Regions from separate parts of the Delphinus delphis genome. Here region 1 is linked to region 2. Evidence: chromatin contacts called from public Hi-C data. All regions are on one chromosome and are shown on one strand. Each heading gives the region's core, a stretch centred on a gene start, on an enhancer-like site or on the middle of the called end of the contact. The rest is flanking DNA. Distances are from core to core; before and after follow the strand shown.

Region 1 (5,981 bases), core at 1,085-3,584, 160 kb after region 2:
GCTTTCTTCCTCCATCAGGTGGAGTTAGTGATAATACCCATCTTCTGGTTGTGTGTCATGGCATGACAGACCTCTCCACAACCTGGTGGCTTAAACCAAAACTCATTTTGCTTGTAAATCTGAAATTTGGGCAGGGCTTGGCGAGGACAGCTTGCCTCTGCTCCATGTAGCATCAGTCTGGGTGGCTCAAATGGCGTGTCCAAGATGCCTCAGTCATGTGCCTGGCAAGCTGGCTGGGGATGTTGACTTGAGCTGGCTGTTGGCCAGGGACCATGATTCCTCTCCATTGGGATGATTGAGCTTCCTCACATCATGGCAGCTGCGTCCCAGCGGGAGTATTCTATAATGTGGGAAGTGGAGTATGCCAGTCTCTCAAGGCCTAGATGCAGAAACTAGCACAGGGCCACTTGTGCTGTACTCTCTTGCTCTGACAGTCACAGAGCCTACCTAGATCCAAGGGAGGGGGAGATAGACCCTATTTCTTAGTAGGAGGAGGGTTGGATTTGTAACTTTTTTTTTTTTTTTTTTATCGGAGCCTGTGCTCAGCGGCCATGGCTCACGGGCCCAGCCGCTCCGCGGCATGTGGGACCTTCCCGGACCGGGGCACGAACCCGTGTCCCCTGCATTGGCAGGCGGACTCTCAACCACTGCGCCACCAGGGAAACCCTGTAACCATTTTAAAGCTACAAAACCTACCCCATGGGGTTTTTTTTGTTTTTTTTAAAAATATCTATTTATTTGTTTGGCTGCGCAGGTCTTAGTTGTGGCTCACGGGATCTAGTTCCCTGACCAGGGATCGAACCTGGGCCCCCTGCACTGGGGGCGCGGAGTCAACCACTGGACCACCAGGGAAGTCCTCCCATGGGGTTTTGAAGGGTAATTAATGTAGCATTTTCACAACCATATCCGACATGCAGAAAATGCTTACTCTGTATTTTAACCATTATTAGCATGGGGTGGTAGGGAAAGCTTTCAGGAGGAGTGAGCAGCCTGACCATTGTGGACCAAGCTCTTCCCTCTGGCTGTGCAACCTCCGGCAGGTCCCATGATGTCTCTGAGCCTAGTATCCTTGTTTGTAAACACCCAGCTCAGAGCATTCGGAAGGGGAATGCTTCCCCTTCCTAATGCCCGGGAAGGGGAAGAATTTCGCGCAGTTCCTGGACCACAGCAAATGGGTAATTATTATTTTGGTTCTTGATAAGGTGAGACTTGAAGGACAAGTTGTGGTTAAGCCAGGTTGGAGGGGGTGGGGGAGTGAGCCAGAGCTTTCAGGCAAAGGAAACTGTCCCGGCCAAGGCTGGGAGGGGAGAGAGGGCCTAAGAATGGCAGGGTGTTCAAAGAGGAAGTGCTGGAGGGGGAAAGGAGTGGGTGGGTCTGGGCCACGCAGGGCCTGGAAGTTCTGATGAGGAACTTGGTTGTCTTCCAAGGCCAGGTGCTGGGGAGCCACAGGAGGGCTGTGAGGGAGGGGGCCACTCGGGGGGGTAGAAAGACTCAAGGACCATCTGGGGGGCCACGGACTGGAGGGAGGAGGCTAGGCAAGCGGACGGAGGAAGTCAAGGCCTGTGCTGGGGTCTGGCTGGTAGAAAGAAAGGGATGGAGCAGAGAGATTCAGGGGGCAGGAGGGGTGGGATCCAGAGACTGACAGCCGTGAGGGGAAGGAACAAGGGAGGAAGGCTCCCAGCATCCCTCTAGATGGCGGCGCCACACTGGAGATGGAGAGTGCAGGAGGGTGGGGTTAGAGGGAAGACTCTACGTTTAGTGGGACATGGGGCATGTTAAGACCTGGGGGTTGAGGAGACACAGTTCCGGCTCTCAGGAGAGAGAACTGGGTGGAAGATAACCCTTTGAGACTCGGCCCTGAGGGCAACAGGGGACCATGGAGAGCAGAGGGGGAGCAGGGTCAGACATGGGTATTTGAAGATGTAGGCAGGACAGAGTGGACCAGACGCCAGGAGGCTGGGGGCGGGGTGCTCTCTCAAAGGGCACCTGACCCTCCTCCAGGAAGTCTTCCTGACGTCACCCCCCCACCCCCCTCCACAAATTTGTTACTAAGTTTCCAGCTGGGACTCCAGTCTCACCGTCTGCCCCCAGGGTGTGGGGAGTGCAGGGGTTACGCTGGGCCTCCCCTCAGTCGGGACTAGCTGATGAGGACAAGTGGGGTGGGGTGGGTGTCTCAGTCATATTATCTGGGTGGGGGATCCTGGCACCTCCCACTGGATCTGGCTCCCTTCCCCGCCCAGGAAGCTATCCGTCCTGTTGGACTCGTCTAGCCCGGGAGGAATGGGTGCAGGCCCTGGGTCTTGCCCCGGTTTCCTCGCGGGTGCAGCTGGCACCATGGGCACCTCACGGGCTCTGCTACTCTTCCTGCTGCTGGGTAAGCCCCCCACCCAGCCCCTTGCCCACCATTTCCCTTTTCTGCAGCCCAACAACTCCCTCCCTTCTTTTTCCTCTGCAGCCTCGGGAGTAAGGGTCCTCGCCTTCAAAGCCTCTTCAGGAATTCAGAGAACCAATCTCTCCTCGGACTCAGAAAGATCTTCCCAGGGCCCGGGTTTGAAAGTTCCCTCCATCAAACCCCCCAGCTGGAAATTTCCAGATCAGTCTCCAGGTTCAAAAGCTGATATCCCTCATTCTGAACGGTCTCCTGAGGTGCTGAATTTGAAGGACGTGCCCGGGTCCTTCCGGTCCACTGTTTCTGCTGAGGGCAAAAAGCTGAAGCTGGACCCCTTCTCTGGAAAACCTGGTTCCAAAGTAGTTCCTCATGCCTCGGGTTCTCGAGTTCCTGCCCCAAACCCGGAGCCTTCCTCCTCTGTTAAGACCCCAGCTTCCAACAGGCAAGTCCCCAATACGAACATCTCTGTGGAGACCCCAGTTTCAAAATTCTCCCCTGAGGATGCGGATCCCAAAGTTGCCTCAAGCTTATCCCCGCAAGTGGGGGGCCCTCTTGCGGTGCTGGTGGGGACCACAATCCAGCTGCCTCTGCTTCCAGTTCCTGGCCTTGGTCCCCCTTCCCCTCTGGTGGTTTGGCGCCAAGGTTCCAAGGTGCTGGCAGCTGGGGCCCTGGGGCCAGGGTCCCCTCTCATCAGCCTGGACCCCACGTACAAAGGCCGCCTACGATTTAACCAGACCCAAGCGAGTCTGGAACTCTCCTCTGCCCAGCTAGAGGATGCTGGGGTCTACACAGCTGAGGTCATCCGGGCCGGGATCTCCCGGCAGATGTGGGAGTTCATTGTGCGTGTATATGGTAAGTGGGCCCTGAGGTCCAGAGTGCTGGCTGCAGGGGCTGCTGTGGGCAAATTACTGCTCTTCTGAGGATGTGTTTCCTGCCCCAGAGGAAGGGGTTCCTAGACAGGGGAGAGAGGACTTCTGGGCTGGAGGGAGGGAGAAGAGGAGCTGGGGGTCAAGACAGGTGCTTGAGGGAAATTGGACCTGGGGACCAAAACTCCTGGGAGCCCGGACTCCCAAGTCCCAGAGAGGGGAGAGCTGGGGACTCAGACTCATGGGTCTGTGAGAAGAAGAGGACTCTTGGGGCTAAGAGGAGGGCTAAGAGGGGGCCTCGGCTGGGGCGAAGTCCTGGGTGTAAGAGGTGGAGGGGGCTGGGGCTCCCTGGTCCTAAGGGACGAGGGGGCTGAGAACCGAGTCCTGAGTCCGTTCCCCCTCTCCCAGAGCCCGTGTCCAACGTGTCGGTGAAGCCTGAGGCCCCGGAAACCGAGGAGGGGGCGGCGGAGCTCCGGCTGCGCTGTGTGGGGTGGAGGCCGGGTCGCGGGGAGCTGAGCTGGACCCGGGACGGACGCGTCCTGGAGGCAGGGGACCCTGCGGGAGTGAAGCCACCCCGGATCCGCGTAGAGGGCGACCAGCTGCTCATCGCGCGCCCTACGCGCAGCGACCACGCCCGGTACACCTGCCGCGTCCACAGCCCCTTCGGCCACGCGGAGGCCGCGACCAACGTCAGTGTTTTCTGTGAGTGCGGCGGTACCTCCGGTCGGGGACAGGGATCTGAGGGCTCAGGCTCCTGGAGTCCCTGGGGAGGAGAGGGCTGGAGGTCCAGTCTCCGGAAATCCTGGAGGAGTCCCAGTTGACCCCGACTCTCGCGGTTCCGACCCCCTTCCTCCGCCTAGACGGCCCGGATCTGCCGGTCATCACTGTCTCCTCCGACCGCGACGCCGACCCCGCCCTCTTTGTCACCGTGGGCAGCAACGTGACCCTGCACTGCACCGCCGCCTCGCGGCCACCGGCCGACATCACATGGAGCCTGGCCGACCCGGCCGAGGCCGCGGTGCCCGCCGGCCCGCGCCTCCTTCTGCCCTCGGTCCGGATCGGCCACGGCGGCGCCTATGCCTGTCTCGCTGCGAACCCGCGCACCGATCACCGCCGCCGCTCGCTGCTCAGACTCCTTGTGGCGGGTGAGAGCCGCGGGGTGGATGGAGGGGCGGGGCCAGCCAGGAAAGGCGGAGATGCCCGGGAGAACGGGCGGAACCAGCAAGGGGCTGGGATACCCGGGGGGGGATGGGCGGGGGGAAAGAGCATGGTGGGGCGTGACCGGCAGGGAGGGGCGGAGATCCCAGTAGAAGGAACGGGGGGGGGATGCACAAGAGAAGGGGAGGAGCAAGGATGCCCAGGAGAGGGGGCAGGGCCAGCACCGAGAGGGCGGAGCTTCCTGGGGATGAAGGAGTAGTCAAGGAAAGGGACTAAGTTGCTTGGGCCAGTAAGTGGGATCAGCAAGAGAAAGAAGTTACCTGGGAAAGGGGGCAGGGTCACGAGAGAAAGGGGTGGAATCATTCTAGATGTCCAGAAAAGGGGAGGGTTCAGTAGGAAGAGGCGACTCGTGGAGTAATCAAAGAGGGGGGCCAGGGCTTCCCTGGTGGCGCAGTGGTTGAGAGTCCGCCTGCCGATGCAGGGGACACGGGTTCGTGCCCTGGTCCGGGAAGATCCCACATGCCACGGAGCGGCTGGGCCCGTGAGCCATGGCCGCTGAGCCTGTGCGTCCGGAGCCTGTGCTCCGCAACGGGAGAGGCCACAACAGTGAGAGGCCCGCGTACCGCAAAAAAAAAAAAAAAGAGGGGGGCCAAAGTAACCTAGTAGAAGGGGTGGAGCTAGAGAAAAGGTCGGGGTTACGTTTGGAAGGACAGGGATCAGTGTGGGAGGATGAAGTTTCCTTCGGAAAGGGGGGCAGTCAGTGGGGCTGCGACTGCCCACTTAGCCCAGGAGTTGCCGGGGAAAGGGAGCGGGGTCTGCAAGAGAACGGGGCAGGGTCAGTGCCTACAGGGCGGGGCCAGGTGAAGAAGGAGTGCAGTGAACGCGCGAGAGGCGGGGCTCGAGGGGAGCTGGGAGAGAGCTGACTGACCCCTTGAGCTCTCCCTCCCCTCTACAGATCTGCCCCCCGGGTCCCCACAGTGCTCAGTCGAAGGGGGTCCTGGGGATCGCGTCCTCCTCTTCCGCTGCTCGTGGCCCGGCGGGGTCCCTGCCGCCTCCCTGCAGTTCCAGGGTCTCCCCAAAGGCGTCCAGGCGGAACCGGTGTCCTCGGTGCTCCTGGAGGCTGTCCCCGCCCACCCCCGGCTCAGCGGCGTCCCCGTCACCTGCCTTGCTCGCCACCTGATGACCACGCGTACCTGCACTGTCACCCCGGGTGAGAGCTTCTTTCCTGTTTCCCGAGGAGGAGGGGCTATTTCTTTGCTCCATTAGAACCTGAGAAAAGGGGACTTCCCAACTACAGGAAGAGAGATTTCCTCTATCTAACCCTACAGAAGGTCGGAGGTTTTCCTATACCTAAAGTAGGGGCGGGGCCAAAATTTCTTTCCTGGACGGAGAGGGCTGACACTTTCCCACGTGTTCAGAGCAATACATGGTTGAGAATAATATGAGTTTCCCAGGCCAGGACCTGGCCTGTCTCACGTACTTCCTAAGTCCTTGTTAAGGAAATCAGATGAATGAATGAGGGAGGGAGTGAAAGGGCAGATCTTCCTCTTTTGGCTAAGGTGCCCTAT
Region 2 (5,829 bases), core at 582-3,081:
AGCAGCGAGCGCTCCCACCCCCAGTCTCCAGCACACTGCGGGCATGGGGGTGGGGGTGGGGGATCCTGTGTCACGTGACCACGGTGGCCTGCTGCAATCACTGCTCATGCTGCCCTTCGGCCGCAAGGGTCGCCCCAGCCCTGAGGTCCCTCCCCACCGGCACATGCATGTGTTTCTCTAGAGTGTGTGTCTCACCCACCCCAAGGCTGTCACGTGTGCCTGTCTCCCTTCACAGCTGTCACCTGAATCATCCTCTCTCTCCCTGTTCCTACCTGTCTTCCGGCCCCCTAATAGCCTCACATGTCAAAAATGTGGAATTACTTTGTTAACTGTAGGGAATATGTGTGTTTTATCCTAGAGGAAGATCTCTTCCCTGAAGTCTGTCTCACTGGGGGAGCCCTGCCTCTCACTGAGCTCTGAGGCCACCCTGGGAGGCAAGGAGATTGTCCCATCTCTCAGATGGGTAAGTTGAGGCCCGGGGGGGCGGGGGAGCCATGATGCATCCAGAATCTCATAGCCAGGAAGAGGGCAAGCCACACAGTGAGGTCAGAACGCACATCTCCCTGATCCCAGCTGGCTTGAGACTCTAAGTTACTTCTGCACTGTCTCCACCAGCCCCTGCCCATCTCCTCTCCCCGACAAGGCTGCCCAGCTCCCTCAGCTTCCAAGCGTCACCTCCTGCGAGATCGCTGTCAAGTTCTGGGCTTTCCCCGCACAAACATCCATCTCCTGGGGGCTCCAAGCCCGCATCTCCCGCCGCTGCCGGCCCCGCCCCACTCACCCTGGGCGGCGGCCACCTCCTGCAGGGAGTGGGTCATCTGGGTGAAGGCGTCGTGCAGATGGCTCCTTTCCTCGTAGTCTGGAGGTCGGAGGCAGGAGCTGGGGTGAAGCGGTTCCCCAACACCACATCCCCAAAGTGGACCTTCCTCTGCCTCTCTCTGAGCCTCTGGCCTCCGCAAAGCCTCTGTCCTCCCGTCTCTGAGCCTCTGGCCCCCGCAAAGCCTCTGTCCTCCCGTCTCTGAGCCTCTGGCCCCCGCAAAGCCTCTGTCCTCCCGTCTCTGAGCCTCTGGCCCCCGCAAAGCCTCTGTCCTCCCGTCTCTGAGCCTCTGGCCCCCGCAAAGCCTCTGTCCTCCCGTCTCTGAGCCTCTGGCCCCCGCAAAGCCTCTGTCCTCCCGTCTCTGAGTCTCTGGCCCCCGCAAAGCCTCTGTCCTCCCATCTCTGGCCCCCGCAAAGCCTCTGTCCTCCCGTCTCTGAGCCTCTGGCCCCCGCAAAGCCTCTGTCCTCCCGTCTCTGAGCCTCTGGCCCCCGCAAAGCCTCTGTCCTCCCGTCTCTGAGCCTCTGGCCCCCGCAAAGCCTCTGTCCTCCCGCCTCTGAGCCTCTGGCCCCCGCAAAGCCTCTGTCCTCCCGTCTCTGAGCCTCTGGCCCCCGCAAAGCCTCTGTCCTCCCGTCTCTGGCCCCTGCAAAGCCTCTGTCCTCCCGTCTCTGAGTCTCTGGCCCCCGCAAAGTCTCCATCCTCCCGTCTCTGAACCTTTGTTCCCCTCAGTCTCTCCAGGCCTCTCTGGTCCCTCCCTCCACATGCCCCCCTCGGGGCCCTGGAGGATGTGGGGTGTCTCCTCACTGATTTCAGTGTCCTGGAGGCCCTTAAAGGCATCTGTTAAGGCCTCCTCACACTTCTCGAGGTCGGGGCTCTCCAGGCCGACGAAGATCTGGCAGATTTGGAGGCGCTCCTTGTAAGACGTGAAGCAGAGGAGACAGGCCCAGGCGGAGGCCCGGAAGACCGTGAGGGCCACCAGGGCGGACGGCACAGCGCTCCCTGCGGCCAGAAGGGCCATAGCGGAGGGTCTCAGCCTGTGGAGAAGCTGGAGACTTTTGTGAGGTCACAGTGGTGTGGGGGAGGGGCTCAAGATACAGGGTCAGAGGTCAGGTTGCAGTCTCCAGTCCAATGTCAGGTTCCAGGGTTTTCAGGGAGGAAGGGTGTGTCGGGTCAGGGGTCAGGGGTCGGACCCCAGGCTGATGGCTGGGCCGGATGCCAGGCTCCCAAGAACCTCACCTGTGACCCTGGACGTCCTCACAGGTTAAAGGGTCTCAGGGACCCAGAGGCCGGCAGTACGGTGTGCGGGGGCCCGCCAAGCCCTGGGGTGTGGTAGTGGGGTGCAGCAGAAATGGACATGGCACAGAGACACCGTGAGGGCCCGAAAGACAGAAACCAAGCCATGGAGAGACATGGGGAGCGTCAGAGACCCAGAAAGCACCATAAGAGACAGATGGAGACAGGGTCTCAGAGGTCACTGTGCAGAGACCCAGCGGAGATGGAGAGACAGAGAGGAAGCAAAACAGAGATATCTTGATGGGAGAGAAACTCTTTGAGGGAAGGGGCAGGAAGGAATGTAGGGACGAGGACACAAGGAACAGCCCAGCCTCTCCTCCCACGATCCCTGCGGCAGCCCCTCTCCCCAGCCTGGCGGGGTGGGGCAGGGGACCGGGGTCAGGGGTCCCCGCCGGGCCGTCCCGTGCAGGGCGCAGCCTGGGGAAAGCTAGGAGGCCGTATAGTGATCTCCGTGGGTGTCCTCCTCAACTATACAACCTCCTACCTCAGCCCGGGGGGCGCGGCAGGTGGACAGACAGACGGATGGACTGGACGGACAGACGGGGGCCAGGGAGGGCGGGGAGGGCCGGGGAGGCCCCAGCCGCGATGGTGAGCCCCCGACACGGACCCACAGACACGAGCTTGTGTGCGGCGAAGGCCCCGCAAGGTCGGTTCTACGGGTGGGTGCCAGGACCCAGGAATGCGGGCCCCCGGCCCCCTCCTCCCCAAGGAACCCAGGAGTCAGCCCCTCGGCCCCTTCCTCACCAGGGACCCAAGAGTTCAGGCCCCAGGCCCCTTCCTCCCCACAGGTCCCCGCAATCCAGGCCCCCTAGCCTCCTCTCCTCCCCCAGATTCAGAAGTCCAAGTCCACAGCCCCCTTCTCCACTGGGGACCCAGGAAGCCAGGCCCCCCAGCCCCCTCCCTCAGACCTGGGAGTCCGGCCAGGCCTGCCTCCTTGGAGAAGACACAGCCTGGCTTCCTGGATCCCGGGTCAGAGGGAACCTCACCTGTTTTGGAGTTTGGTCCCTTGGACAAGACAGTTCCCTACCTACCTGTCTGATTCAGAAATCCAGGACCGGTGTGGAGACCGTCCACGGGATACAAAGCCGTCATGCCTTTCTGGGTAATTTTTCCCCTCTCTCCTCCCTTCCTTTGGCCTCTCATCACGCACAACACTGACAGCTAGGATCCCTGAGCGCTGATACCGCCCCAGGCCTCTGTCATGTGGCAGGCAGGGGCTCAAGGTGCCATCAGCACCCCCATTTTGCAGGTGGGAAGGCTGAGCCCCAGTCAGCTGGTGAGTGGGAGGGGCCAGGCCCGCAAGGTGGCGGGACCAGCACCCACGCTTCCCCACCCCTGGGCTGAGTCTGTGCACCCGAGAGCCTCCGCCTCTGTCCAGCGCTCGTCTGTCTTGCTCTCACTGTCTCCGGCTCCATCTCCATCTTTCTGGTTCTCTCTCCCCATCCTGCCGTGTTGCCGCTGGCTCAGTCTCCGTCTTACCTGGTCTCCATTTCCTCCAGCCTCTGCACGCTTCTCCCCGCTCTGCGTTGCCCACCCTCCCCCTCAGCTCGGCCTTCTCCTTGCTCAGTCCTCTCTCTCTCCTCTCCCCGCCTCCTGGTTCTCTCTCCTTTCTCTTTTCTCTTTCTTTTCCTTTCCCTTCTGTCTTTCACCCTCCTCTTCTCCCTGCCACCCCGTCTTTGTCCCCCTCCTTCTCTCTCTCCCTCAATTTCCCTGTCTCACTCTCCTCTCCCCCTTTTTCCTGTTTGCCTCCCTCTCGCTGCCCGCCTTCTCTCCATCCCTCTGTCTCCTTCGCTCCCCTCTGTCTCTGTCTCTCTCCTTTTCTCTCTCCCTTTCTCCCTCCCTCCCTCCCTCCTAGGTCTCTCTCCTTCCTTCCCTCCCTCCCCTTCTCTCTCTCTCTCTCTCCCTTTCTCCTTCCCTCTCTCCCTCCCCCTCGCAGCAGCTCGGAGCCAGGTCTGGAGCTGGGGTGGCTGGAGAAGGGGCCCAGGGCCGGGGTAGCGACCTACTGAGGAGGGGGAGGAGAGGCGGGAAGGGGGCGGAGGCGGCAAGGGGGGAGGAAGGGGCCAGAGACGGGTCTACGGTCCCAGCTCTCATTCCCCTTCCCTCCTTCCCAACCTCCCAGACCCTCAGGCGGGGGCGAGAGTCAGGCCAAGGTGGGGAGGAAGGGGAAGGGAGGAGGCTGCCCCCGCCGCCCCCCCACCCAACAACCTGGCCCAGAGCCCAGGCCTGGGTTCCCAGCATGCCCCGGGGCTGCCTGGGGCCTGAGGAGGGGGGTGAGAGCAGAGGGGAAGCTGAGAATCTTAAAGATTTGCAGGACCTGAGCATCTCCCCACTCCTCCCACACATTTCTCCTCGGGAAAACTGAGGCCCAGAGAGAAGGGTCAGGACTTGTTCAAGGTCACTGGACAAGGCCTTGGTGGAGGCCCGAACTCCCTGGGCCCATAGGCCGGATTTGGGGAAAAGGTTGGCGCTGGACTTCCCCCAGGTCTGGGTCCCCCTCCCCCTCTCTGCAGACCCTGGGGAGCCCCCAAGGGTCAGAGAGCAGACCCAAACAGTCTGGCACCATGGCAACCAGTTGGCCCCGCCCCCTTAACCCCCAGAGGGCTGGACTCCAGCTGGGGCTAAAGAGGAGGTGGGGACTCCTGGGTTCTGGGCAGGAAGGGGCTGGGGGCCCGAACACCGGGCTTTCGTGGAGAGCGGGGGATGGAACGTGGAGCCCCAGGTCTGAGGGGAGGAGAGGTTGGAGGCCCAGACTCCTGGATCTTGGGGTAAAGGGGGCTAGGGGTTCGCACTCTGGAATTCTGAGGGAGGGGGCTGGGTCGCGGACTCCCAGGTCTAAGGGAGGAGGGGGCTGGGGCCTGGAATCCCGGGTCCCCAGGGGAGCCTGGATGCTGGGCCTCTCCTCCGCCAGACATCCCCTGCCCCCGCCGCTGACCCTGGCCTGTCTGGCAGCCCAGACAGCCTCCCCCACTCCTCTGCAGCCCCCTCCCACTTGCACGGCTCACCCTTGACCCCTCAAAGCCCCGCAGCCCCTTCCCTGCCCCTCCCCCTCCCCTCCAGCCAGACGTTAACCCTTCCGTTGCCACAGGCACCTCCAAAGCCAGACTCTCTCCCTCCACCTCCCTTGAGGGCGCGGGAGGGCATCTCGCCCTAGTCGGCTCCAGCTCCGAACCCAGCTACCCCAGCCCCATCTCTCTCCTCCCAATGGAAACCAGGAGGTGTTCCCCGCCCGCTCCTCCTCCTGGATCCCGGAATCCAGGCCCCCAGTCCCCTCCTCCAAGGATTCAGGAGTCTGGGTTCCCAGCCCCCTCCTCCTCCAAGAACCCAGAAATCCAGGCCCCCGGCTGCCTCCTCCCCCTAGGGACCCTGGAGTTCGGGTCCCGGGCCCCATCCCCCTCCCTCTCCGCAGACTCACGGCTCCGCAGCTCCAGCGTTGGGGGGAAGGGGTCTCGGTGGGCAGCGCCCGGGCCGGGCTGAGCCGGGCCCCGCCGCCGCCGACAGCTCTCCATCCTCTCCCCGCCTCCGCCGCCCGACGGCCTCTCCTCTTCCTCCCGGCGTCCCCGCCATCCTCCTTCCCTCCTCCCCGATTCCCTCCGGCCTGCGCCTCCTCCCGGCTCTGCGGGCCCGGCTCCCCCGCCCGGGACCCCGCCGGACCAGCCCCCTCCCCAGGGGGCCCCCGCCCCGGCCCCTCCCCATCGCCAGGCCCAGTCCGGCTTGGCTTCCCC

The links. A called contact is a pair of places that touch in the nucleus more often than the background predicts.
Region 1: a Hi-C map of muscle shows a contact between it and region 2, with 2.1 times the contacts expected there. The contact joins the promoter of VSIG10L here to the promoter of SPACA6 in region 2. A contact is called at or near these places in 2 of 3 Hi-C or Micro-C datasets (lung and muscle).

What each region holds. Positions count from the first base shown.
Region 1 is chr20:6,102,626-6,108,606 of mDelDel1.2, forward strand. It overlaps VSIG10L (V-set and immunoglobulin domain containing 10 like), which reads left to right and starts at 2,335. Exons shown (of 10, transcript XM_060000617.1): 1 at 2,335-2,374; 2 at 2,456-3,241; 3 at 3,664-3,957; 4 at 4,116-4,400; 5 at 5,369-5,623. The coding sequence starts at 2,335.
Region 2 is chr20:5,942,437-5,948,265 of mDelDel1.2, forward strand. SPACA6 (sperm acrosome associated 6) reads right to left here and starts at 1,832. Exons shown (of 9, transcript XM_060000613.2): 1 at 1,619-1,832; 2 at 782-859. The coding sequence starts at 1,832.